Regions from separate parts of the Mus musculus genome. Here region 1 is linked to region 2. Evidence: chromatin contacts called from public promoter capture Hi-C data. All regions are on one chromosome and are shown on one strand. The core of a region is the stretch at or near the end of the contact, and the rest is flanking DNA. Distances in the headings are between cores, read along the strand shown. Region 1 overlaps Efcab2 (EF-hand calcium binding domain 2). Region 2 holds the start of Desi2 (desumoylating isopeptidase 2).

The links. Promoter capture Hi-C pulls out the DNA fragments that hold promoters and counts their contacts.
Region 1: a contact with region 2 is called in a promoter capture Hi-C map of hippocampal neurons, with 3 times the contacts expected there. The contact joins the enhancer-like site here to the promoter of Desi2 in region 2. A contact is called at or near these places in 24 of 39 promoter capture datasets (the 3T3-L1 cell line, 3T3-L1-derived adipocytes, the C10 cell line and 14 more), 1 of 484 Hi-C or Micro-C datasets (bone marrow-derived macrophages), 14 of 115 datasets of contacts at active chromatin or transcription factors (the SCID.adh cell line, acute myeloid leukemia, astrocytes and 11 more) and 4 of 9 other capture datasets (adipose tissue, liver, macrophages and 1 more).

Annotation. Positions count from the first base shown.
Region 1 is chr1:178,452,715-178,457,052 of GRCm38.p6, reverse strand. It overlaps Efcab2 (EF-hand calcium binding domain 2), which reads right to left. Exons shown (of 7, transcript NM_026626.3): 3 at 1,165-1,237. Among named protein-coding and RNA genes, the nearest start is that of Efcab2, 49 kb to the right of the region's middle. Within about 2 kb of position 2,707, at least 14 of the 459 cell types and tissues checked have an H3K27ac peak or open chromatin away from gene starts, as enhancers often do. A contact at or near this core is called in extraembryonic endoderm stem cells and hippocampal neurons, where this site is marked.
Region 2 is chr1:178,185,264-178,190,230 of GRCm38.p6, reverse strand. Desi2 (desumoylating isopeptidase 2) reads right to left here and starts at 2,814. Exons shown (of 5, transcript NM_024282.3): 1 at 2,274-2,814. The coding sequence starts at 2,315.

The DNA.
Region 1 (4,338 bases), core at 1,458-3,957, 270 kb before region 2:
TCCCTGCCTTATAAGGAAAGTAACTCAAACCAATCAGATCTTTGTTCCCTAGGGTTGAGGAAGGCAGAGCCACCAGTCTCCTCTGGTCAGAAATGCTTACCCATTTCAATTAATCTATAAACACAAAGAAAAACCAATCAAAATCTTTTAACTAATGTGGTTAATTTTTGTTGTTATTATTATGAATAATAGTAACTTTTAGAATTTTAGACTGATTAATATTCTTATTAACCAGATTAAAATTGAAGGATTTTATTTTCATGCCCATTGAAACTGGCTTTCCCTGGGCAGTGGTGGCACACACCTTTAATCCCAGCACTTGGGAGGCAGAGGCAGGTGGATCTCTGAGTTTGAGGCCAGCTGGCCTACAGAGCGAGTTCCTCTGTGCCAGGACTGCACAGAGAAACCCTGTCTCAAAAAAAACAAAAAAAAAAGGGCTGGTGAGATGGTTCAGCGGGTCTTGCTGACTGCTCTTCTAAAGGTCCTGAGTTCAAATCCCAGAAACCACTTGGTGGCTCACAACCATCCATAAGGAGATCTGACTCCCTCTTCTGGAGTGTCTGAAGACAGCTACAGTGTACTTACATATAATAAATAAATACATCTTAAAAAAAAAAGAGAGAGAGAGAGAAACTGGCTTTCCTGGAGAATTTGTTTGGCAATGTTTAACTTTATCATGTGTAACTCCATTTTTTTCTATTTAAGTTTATTCTTTAGTCTATTGTTATTGTTGTTGTTGTTATTATTATTTGTTCTGAAGCTTAGTTTTATTTCCTCAAATAAATAAAAACTAGAGTCTCTCTGTATACCCTTGAACCAACATTATTATTAAATACACCTGTTACTGGTCTTTCTCCACGTGATCAGACTTCTTTGTCTTCACTGGCTTATTTTCAACTAATTTAAAAACTATCAATAGTTGCCTTCACAACTTGATCAAAATGCTTACGGGTTCCATTGGTTGACTTATGTGCACAGGTATTCTAACACTCTCAAACAACACCCTCAGTAAGTTAGGGCAGTTTCAGTTTGAGGTAAGGGTTTTTGGGTTAGTTGTTGGTTGGTTGGTTGGTTGGTTGGTTGGTTGGTTGGTTGGTTGGTTGGTTGGTTTGTATTACAAGTTCTAGAGTCAGCTCAGTGACACTTTCTCAACCATGTACCTACCTCTGCAATGAAATCATGCAGCTCTCCTTCAGTCGGGCAGCATCCTAATGACCTGATAATTGTCCCAATCTCTCTAGAAAAAAAAAAGTTGTGAAAAGTTTTAGAATATAAATTCTGGAGAGGCAACTGTAGTATAAATTATCAAATAATTGTTGAAATTATTTCAGATTACAGGTAACATAGCAAAGCACCTCACTTAAGTACTGGCTCACAAATACATGAGAAACTTCCTGGGAAAAGAAAAGGTTGCAAGAAGCAAAGCAGCCCAAGGTTTTCAATAACTAGCAAATCAAGCCCTGACTAGTTCAAAATCTCAAAGCTCCAGAAAAGGAATAAGGACAAAATGAGGGGAGGAAGAAACAATGTCTGCCACTTGATGGCTGGTTTTAACTGTTGTTTAACTCTGATAGAGAAAGAAAGAGAATATAGGTTAACCATTTAGTACATTAATACACTCCAGCACAATCTAACTGTAGCCTTGCACTGTGGTAGCTTGGGGGCTACAGGAGGAAGAAGAGACAGGCTGGGTTAAATTTTCCTTCACTCTGCTTATACTCCTACTTGTTTCAGTTGAATTCTGTTCTCTTATCTTGCAAAAGCAAATGCTTACAAAGCTATCTGTAGAAAGTTGACTATGTTTGCTAACGAAAGAATGTCCCAATGGCTACCCACATCTGCTTTTGTAAACACACTTAAACTACAATAGAAACATCCTTTTGGTGTTCATGAGACCCAGAGACCACCCTCACAAGGTCTGTGCAGACAGGAATCTTCACATTGTTACTCAAACTATAAAACCTGTAAGAAACTGTGGGATGGAATCAGACTTTGCAAAACACTAGCTTTGGTCTATGTCCACTGCACTAGAAAGTTTGGAAGTTCTGAATAGAAAGATCTACAACAGTGTTCTGTCATAGGAAAGTGAAAATGGGCCTGGATACGATCTATTACTCCTTGAAGACAGAAAAGTATATGAAAAGGATAGAGCCCCTTTTTCTTCCTCTGGAGACATCAATGAAGGCAGCAATGTGAACTACTGCCTCTACTATGCTAAGAGCCAAGTTTGTAACTCATTGGTTGAGCACTGGGCTTGTGTCTTGGGAAGCATAAGTGTCTGTCTCTCTGAAGATGAGTAGCATGCCCAGCTAAATGCCCAGCTAAATGGCAGACAGACACATGGCCAGAGAGAGTAGCTCACTAAGAGTTACCTTTAGCGACATTGCAATGAAGGCAATGCAGAGGGTGGCTGATAGGAAGAGAGAAGGGGAAATGAGGAAGGGACAAGAAGGTGGTATTTAAACGCCAGGCTTTCTAAATGTTTCTGTAGATAGTAATGAAGTGAGATGAATCTATTTCAAGAGCTCTCCATGTGTGAGGCCCTTAGTTCAAATCTGAACACCAGCAGGGATGGAAAGTACCCAAGTCCATGTGGTGGGAAGAAAGGGCAATCACAGTAGATGCCCTGGTGACTCAGAGCTTCCCTTGTTTCCCAGGCTGGATACACAGAGCCTAAGCAATCCTCCATGCTACTCTCACACAAAGCACTGGTGAGAGAGGAGTGATGGGAGCCAGGAGCCTGGGAACACAGCAGAAGGGGCCAGGTGGGCACCGCAGAGCTCCAGATGGCTTCTAGACGGGCTGAGATGCTGGCCGTAGTGAGGAAATCAGGCTGCTGATGCTACAGCCCCAGGAACAGTGATGCTCCTGGGGATGAGAAACAGAGAAAAGAAAACTCAGGCAAGAAAAGGGTCAGGTCTTTGCACTGAAAGAGAAGGAGGCTTAGGAAGAAAGAAAATTGAAAGGGAGATGTAGGAAAAGGCCAAAAGAGATGAAAACACCAGATGTAGCAGCACACACTTGCAATCCAAAGCATTTGGGAAATGTAGGCAAGAGAATCAGCAGCTCAAACCCTCTCCTACACAGCAAGTTCAAAGCCAGCCTAGGCTACATGAGACCCCCATCTGAAAGCAAACAAAAAAGAGATGAAAATGTAATTTCAAGAAACACAAAACAGAAGTGTCAACAACGAGGACAGAGTTCAGAAAAACCAGCAAATGAAACAAAATTCTGAGATAAAAAAGCATCGTGGGAGGGTCATCTAAGGAAGGGAAATGGAATATAATGCTATAAGTGAATAAAGGTGGAATTACAAGGATTACATGGGGTGGGGGAAGGGAGGACAGCATAGAGGAGGGAATATGGGGGTGAACAACTAACATTATAAATACCTTTAGAAAAGCTATTTGAAAATCTACTACTGTAGAAACTTCCTAAAATATATACATGTATAAAAGGAATTTAAATAGAGTCACTATATTATGGGGGAGACAATACCACAAGTAGATATTATTTGTTGCCAAATAAAATTTTCAGTATCAAGAATGGGTTACATCTTTCTGAGTCACTAGCCAAAGGGGTCCCACAGGCTCCCCAAACACCACAGGCTATTTCCAACTTGATGGTAAGATGTTATTGCTGAAGACACCACACACTTCTACCATAGAAAGTGGAGAAATCTAAGTGGTACTCAACTAGAAGATTCACCCTATTGGCTAGTGTTCATAGTGTTAGAAGATTCTAAGCACAGCACCAGAAATCTCATCAAGCTCAATCTCACCCGGCTACAAACCCTGTGAGCTTTAGTGATGACCTGCCTTCAAGATGTGCTTGCTCATTCAATAGTGGCATGAATGTTATGGAATTAACCAATCACTTTTTGGGGGGGGGGGCTTAAGGCCCACTCAAGTCATGGACCCTCTGGAAAACCTACCTCTATTATTTTGCTAAATGAGCATATTCAGGAATAAAATGATTCCTAATGATATATTGGTATGCCCTATGTCTTAGTTAGGATTCTATTGCTGTGAAGAGATGCCATGACCACAGCAACTCTTATAAAGGAAAACATTTAATTGGAGCTGGCTTACACTTTTAGAGGTTTAGTTCATTATCATCATGGTGGGAAGCATGGCAGCATGCAGGCAGACATGGTGCTGGAGAGGTAGTTGAGAGTTCTATATCTCGATTAGCAGGTAGCAGGAAGAGAAAATGCCACTGGACCTGTCTTGGGACACACTTCCTCCAACTAGGCCACACCTACTCCAACAAGGCCACACCTCCCAATAGTGCCACTCCTTATGAGTGTATGGAATCATTTTCATTCAAACCACTATG
Region 2 (4,967 bases), core at 1,565-4,064:
AATGTTTCTCTTCCTGTTGATGAAATAAGGCAATTTGTAAGAAATAACTAGGAATTATTCAATAGAGACAATAGTGAATCAAGACTGTCATCTAGAATTTCTAGATCCTGCTTTTTAGTCACTTAGGCTTTTTCTGGCTGCTTTCTCTGTATTTACTAGAGTGGCAAGAAGAATAAGCTCTTTTGTGAATATTTCATATTTTAGCATCATTCAAAACTGTCTTCCCCTAAAAAAACATTCGTTTGAATATCATCCCTAGCCCTTACAACTTCACAATCAGTAACGATTTTCCTGATTCATAGAACAGGAAAACACTATATGCCATGTAATGCATATTCAATTTAATCTAAAAAGCAAAACTCTATTTGACAGATTTCTTTGGGTTATGAAACTATAGCCACTGGTCACTACATAATTCCAACTGATTAAAAATATAGACGATGGGGCTGGAGAGATGTCTCAGTGGTTAAAAGCACTGACTGCTCTTCCAAAGGTCCTGGGTTCAATTCCCAGCAACCACATGGTGGCTCACAATCATGTACAATGTGATCTGACGTGCTCTTCTGATGTGTCTGAAGACAGCTAGAGTGTACTCATACACATAAATCTTTAAAAAATATAGATATTTCAATATATATTCTCCAGAGTAAAACATATCCTGAGGAATAGTTTATAAGAGTCTTCACCAGTTTAAAAAAATCCAAAGTCTGATAGGCAAGAGGCAGTGAAATACTAAAAGGGCAATATTAAAGCTGACAATGGTGGTGTAGACCTTCAATCCCTGCAGAGGGGCAGAGGGGCAGAGGGGCAGAGGGGCAGAGGGGCAGAGGGGCAGAGGGGCAGAGGGTCTCTGAGAGTTTGAGGCCAGCCTGTTCTACAAAGATAGTTCCAAGATAGCCAGAACTACACAAACTCTGCCTCAAAACAACAACTAAACAACAACAGGGGGCAAAATTAATTAAGAAAAGATTCCCATGGAACACAAAAAGTTTAAATCCAGAGAATAATTTATTAACCAGTAGAGTAGGCTGTTAGTCATACAATACGCATGCTCTTCTCGAATCTCCTGCTCCAGTTATCCAACTTTTCCCTTCATGATTAACTTTTCCTAGTCTGTTACTCTACCTCTCATCTCCAGACTTACACTGGAACCTACTAGAAGAGAAACCTCGCTTCTAGTTACCAGCAGACCATGCCCTGTCAACGTTAACTTCTAGATATAGCATGAGGAATCCTTTTCTATCAATAGCTCCCTGTTCATTTAAAAATTTATAAACAATACAAAGAAGAAAGAGCTTAGAGCTGTAATTAAGAGCCAAGACTTCTTACTGTTGAATTTCTTCTAAGTACTTTTAAGCCAACAGAAATAATGCTGGAGAAATTTCATGTGTCAATGCATAGCCAAGAAATTTCAGGCTTTTCAGGGGAAGGCTATCCTTTACAAAACAAAAATTAAGTAACCAAAGGAGAGTGAACACACCCAAACGTAGCCTCCCTGCGGCGATCATTCTCTACCAGGTGCTTCTTCTAGGGGTATTATTGCACTTGGAACCTGAGGGGATCCAGCCTTTGAACCCTAGCCTGAATGTTTTCAGTTCTTCAAAGTTAGATGACATAATAAACAAGGCTGTCTTTCCCTCTCTAGCGGTCACGTCATCCACCTGTTGCATCACCTGGAAAGTGGCCTTCGGATTCTAGGATCACCTCTGTGATCGCTAAATAATTCAATGGCGCTATTTTCTACATAAATTTTCGCTTCTTTCATTTTTATGAGGATGCCTTGGAGGTGAGGGTGTATTGGCTCCGGTTCACCTCTGGGGAGACGCTAGCATCCGCATCGAAGCTGTGACTTTCTAGACTTGAAGGGCTTGAGAGTTGTCGGAAGCCTCGAGCATTTGGAGACAGACAAGGGCCAGCAGGAGCAGGGCAGAGGGGAGCTGAGCAGCTTAGAGGCCAGGTGGCAGTTGGGAGGGAGGTCGCCCTGCGACCGAAGCTTCGCGGATAGGACACGGCTCATCCGCCCAGGGGTCGGGCCCACAGCCAGGGGAGCTGAGGGCTGGGACGAGGCTCGAGCCCAAGCCCTCTTTCGGACTGACTGGGACACCTCCAGGAGGCGCGCGGGCCAGTCTCGGGATTAGAAGACAGCGCGACTGTCCCCTCCCCCCACCCCTGAGAACTAAGCTGGAGGCGGAGGCGCGAGGCAGGAAGCACCGGGCCGGGGTCCCGACCCCTGACAGGGCCGGCCAGCGCGGGCCGCCAGGGGACGCACTCACCATGTCGTAGACGTTGAGCACCACTAACTGGTTAGCCCCCATCCTTCTCCCCACGGCCGCCGCCTCGTCCTCCAGCCGCTCGGTCTCCGCGGGGCGGAGGCCGCTGCCACCCCCGCGGGCGCCTCAGGCAGGGCTCGAGCCGGGCACTAAGCGTCCAGCCCGGCCCACCGCAGCCGGGGCGGAAGCATCCGGCAGCCGGGACCGCTCCCGGGAGACGCTGTCAGAAACCTGTACGAGGACCCGGCCAGACAGGTGGAGAGGCAGCTCCAGCTCAGGCGCCTCCCCTCGGCCGCAGACACGTGGGGGAAGGCGGGGCCTGGGCGAGGGGCGGGCTTTAGGCACCCTGGAGGCGGGGCCGGCCAGGATCCAGGGATGAGCCCGCCTGCGCGTTGAGGCTCTCAGGCTCTGCAGCTGGAGACCTAAAATGGCGACAGGCCGGATGCCTCTTCACCCTGGTGGCTCGAGGTCGCAGAAAGACTACCGTTCCCAGAAAGCAGAGGGAGAACCCGCGATTCCTATTGGGCGTGTAAGCAGTCTGACTACATATCCCAGCATTCACCAGGATATTGTAGGCACTCACGTCTCCCTGGGAGACTACAGTTCCCAGAAAGTCCTGCGAAGAGTTTGTCAGGGGAACCTTCGCTGTTCGTCCTTGGCGAGCAGAGACTCCATTTGCCTTTTAGTTTTCAGTGCTGTTTCTGGTGTTTGTAGCGTGAGATGTGAATCCAACGCAATGTGAAGAAGTGATGACTAAGTTTTCCAAAGCCCTTCTGCTTTTTTTTTAATTTTTGAAAATATAGAAGTGAGGCAATAAAGGGAGGAAGGTTACCCTTGTAAAAGTAGGATGTAAGAAAGTCTCCTTTAACCCTCAAAACGGAATTCACATTTCGTGAATGACAGAAAGCTAGTCAAATATAAGAGAGCCAAGAATTCCAATTAGAGGAGACAAAAGTACATAGACATAAGACATGTTTTTTGTACTTAAGGAACAAAATAAAAGTTCTCTGTGGCTAGAATATAATGAGCAAAGAGGTGATCTGTGGACAGGCAGTTAACTGGTCAGAAGACATCCTGAGTTTTCAGTTAGCTGAGATTGAATATCTATTTTACATTTTAGATTTATCAATTGTGTGTGTGTTTGTGTGTCTCTGTGTGTGAAAGAGTGAAAGAGACTGAGAAAGACAGAAGACAGAGACAAAGACAGCAAGGGGTGCAGGTGACCAAAGAGGACAGAGGGCAGGGATGCTCTGCAACCGAAGTTATAGGCTGCTGTAAGTTGCTTGACCTGAGTGTTGGGAACCAAACTGAGATCCTCTGCAGAGCAACAAGTACTTTTAGTGGGCAAGCCATCTCTCCAAACTCTGAGGTTGGATTTTAAATGAAGAGTTGGTAGGGTTTGAGCCAAGGAACGACATGAATATGTACATAAGTCTCTTAAAAGATTGCTTGAGAGCTAGAGAGAAAGCTCAATGCTTAAGAGTACTGGCTGCTCTTCCAGAGGTCCTGAGTTCAATTTCCAGCAAACACATGGTGGCTTACAACCATCTATATTTGGGATCAGATGCCCTCCTCTGATATGTCTGAAGACAGATATGATGTACTCAGATAAATAAATAACTTTAAAAAATTAAAAATTGCTTGAGTTTCTGTGTGAAATTTTAATGAGGCAAGGGAAATAGAAACATGACCATTAACGTGGTAAATTGTAAAAGTGGCTTCTCAAATTATATATGACCTTTGATGCCTCTCTCTACTGTCTTTAGCAAGCTTTGGCTTGATTTGGTCAATGGGTTATTAACAGATATAATGCAAGAGATTTAAAAGGCACTTTGGATTTGTGGCTTGGTTTCTTCCTCATCTTGGGAGTCTAGTGACCAGCCTTATATTAAAAAGTGTGGACATTAAATTTGTTGGGGGAGTTAGGGGTAGTCTCAAAAATAGGTCCTGGATGTTTGACAAATTTGGGTAGATAGTATGTTATTCATAATATATCAAACATTTGAGGGAGAAGCAGGTTAGAAAGGGAAATGAAATTACTGTTAGGTCATGTTATATTTTCAGTGCCTTTTAGAGTCTCATGAGATGTTGAGTAGGCATTTGCATAAATGAAATGGAGTCACAACCATTAATCTGACTAAAATAAACATTTCAGTAGAACTTAAAGCCTAGAGACTTGTTGGGCAGTCTTTCTGTTGCTGTGATAACACCTGCTCTGACAGAAAGCAGCTTAGGGCAGAACAGGTTTAGGGGTCACAGTCTATCACAGAAGGAAGTCAGGACAGGGCAGGAACTTAAAGCAAGCACCTTGGAGGAGCAGTGCCTGCTGGCTCAATCACTGGTTTATGCTTGGCTAGCTTTTTTAAGAAACTCAAGACAACCTCTCCAGGGGATGTAACACCCAGGGTATACTGGGCCCTCTTATATCAATTAGTTAAGACAATACCCACAGGCTAATTTGATAAAGGTAATCCGTTAATTGGAACTTCTTTTGCAGATGACTATAGGCTATGTGAAATTAAGGGTTGAAGCACTAGGAAATATTGAAAAAATGCAGCTGGAAAGAAATATTAAAAGGGGGAGGAGGTGGGAGGTCAGGCTAAAGAAGGCAATATGGGGAGGACAACTAACATGAATAGCCTTTGGAAAAACCATATGGAAATGTACTATTGTAAAAGCATCATAACATTATTTAAC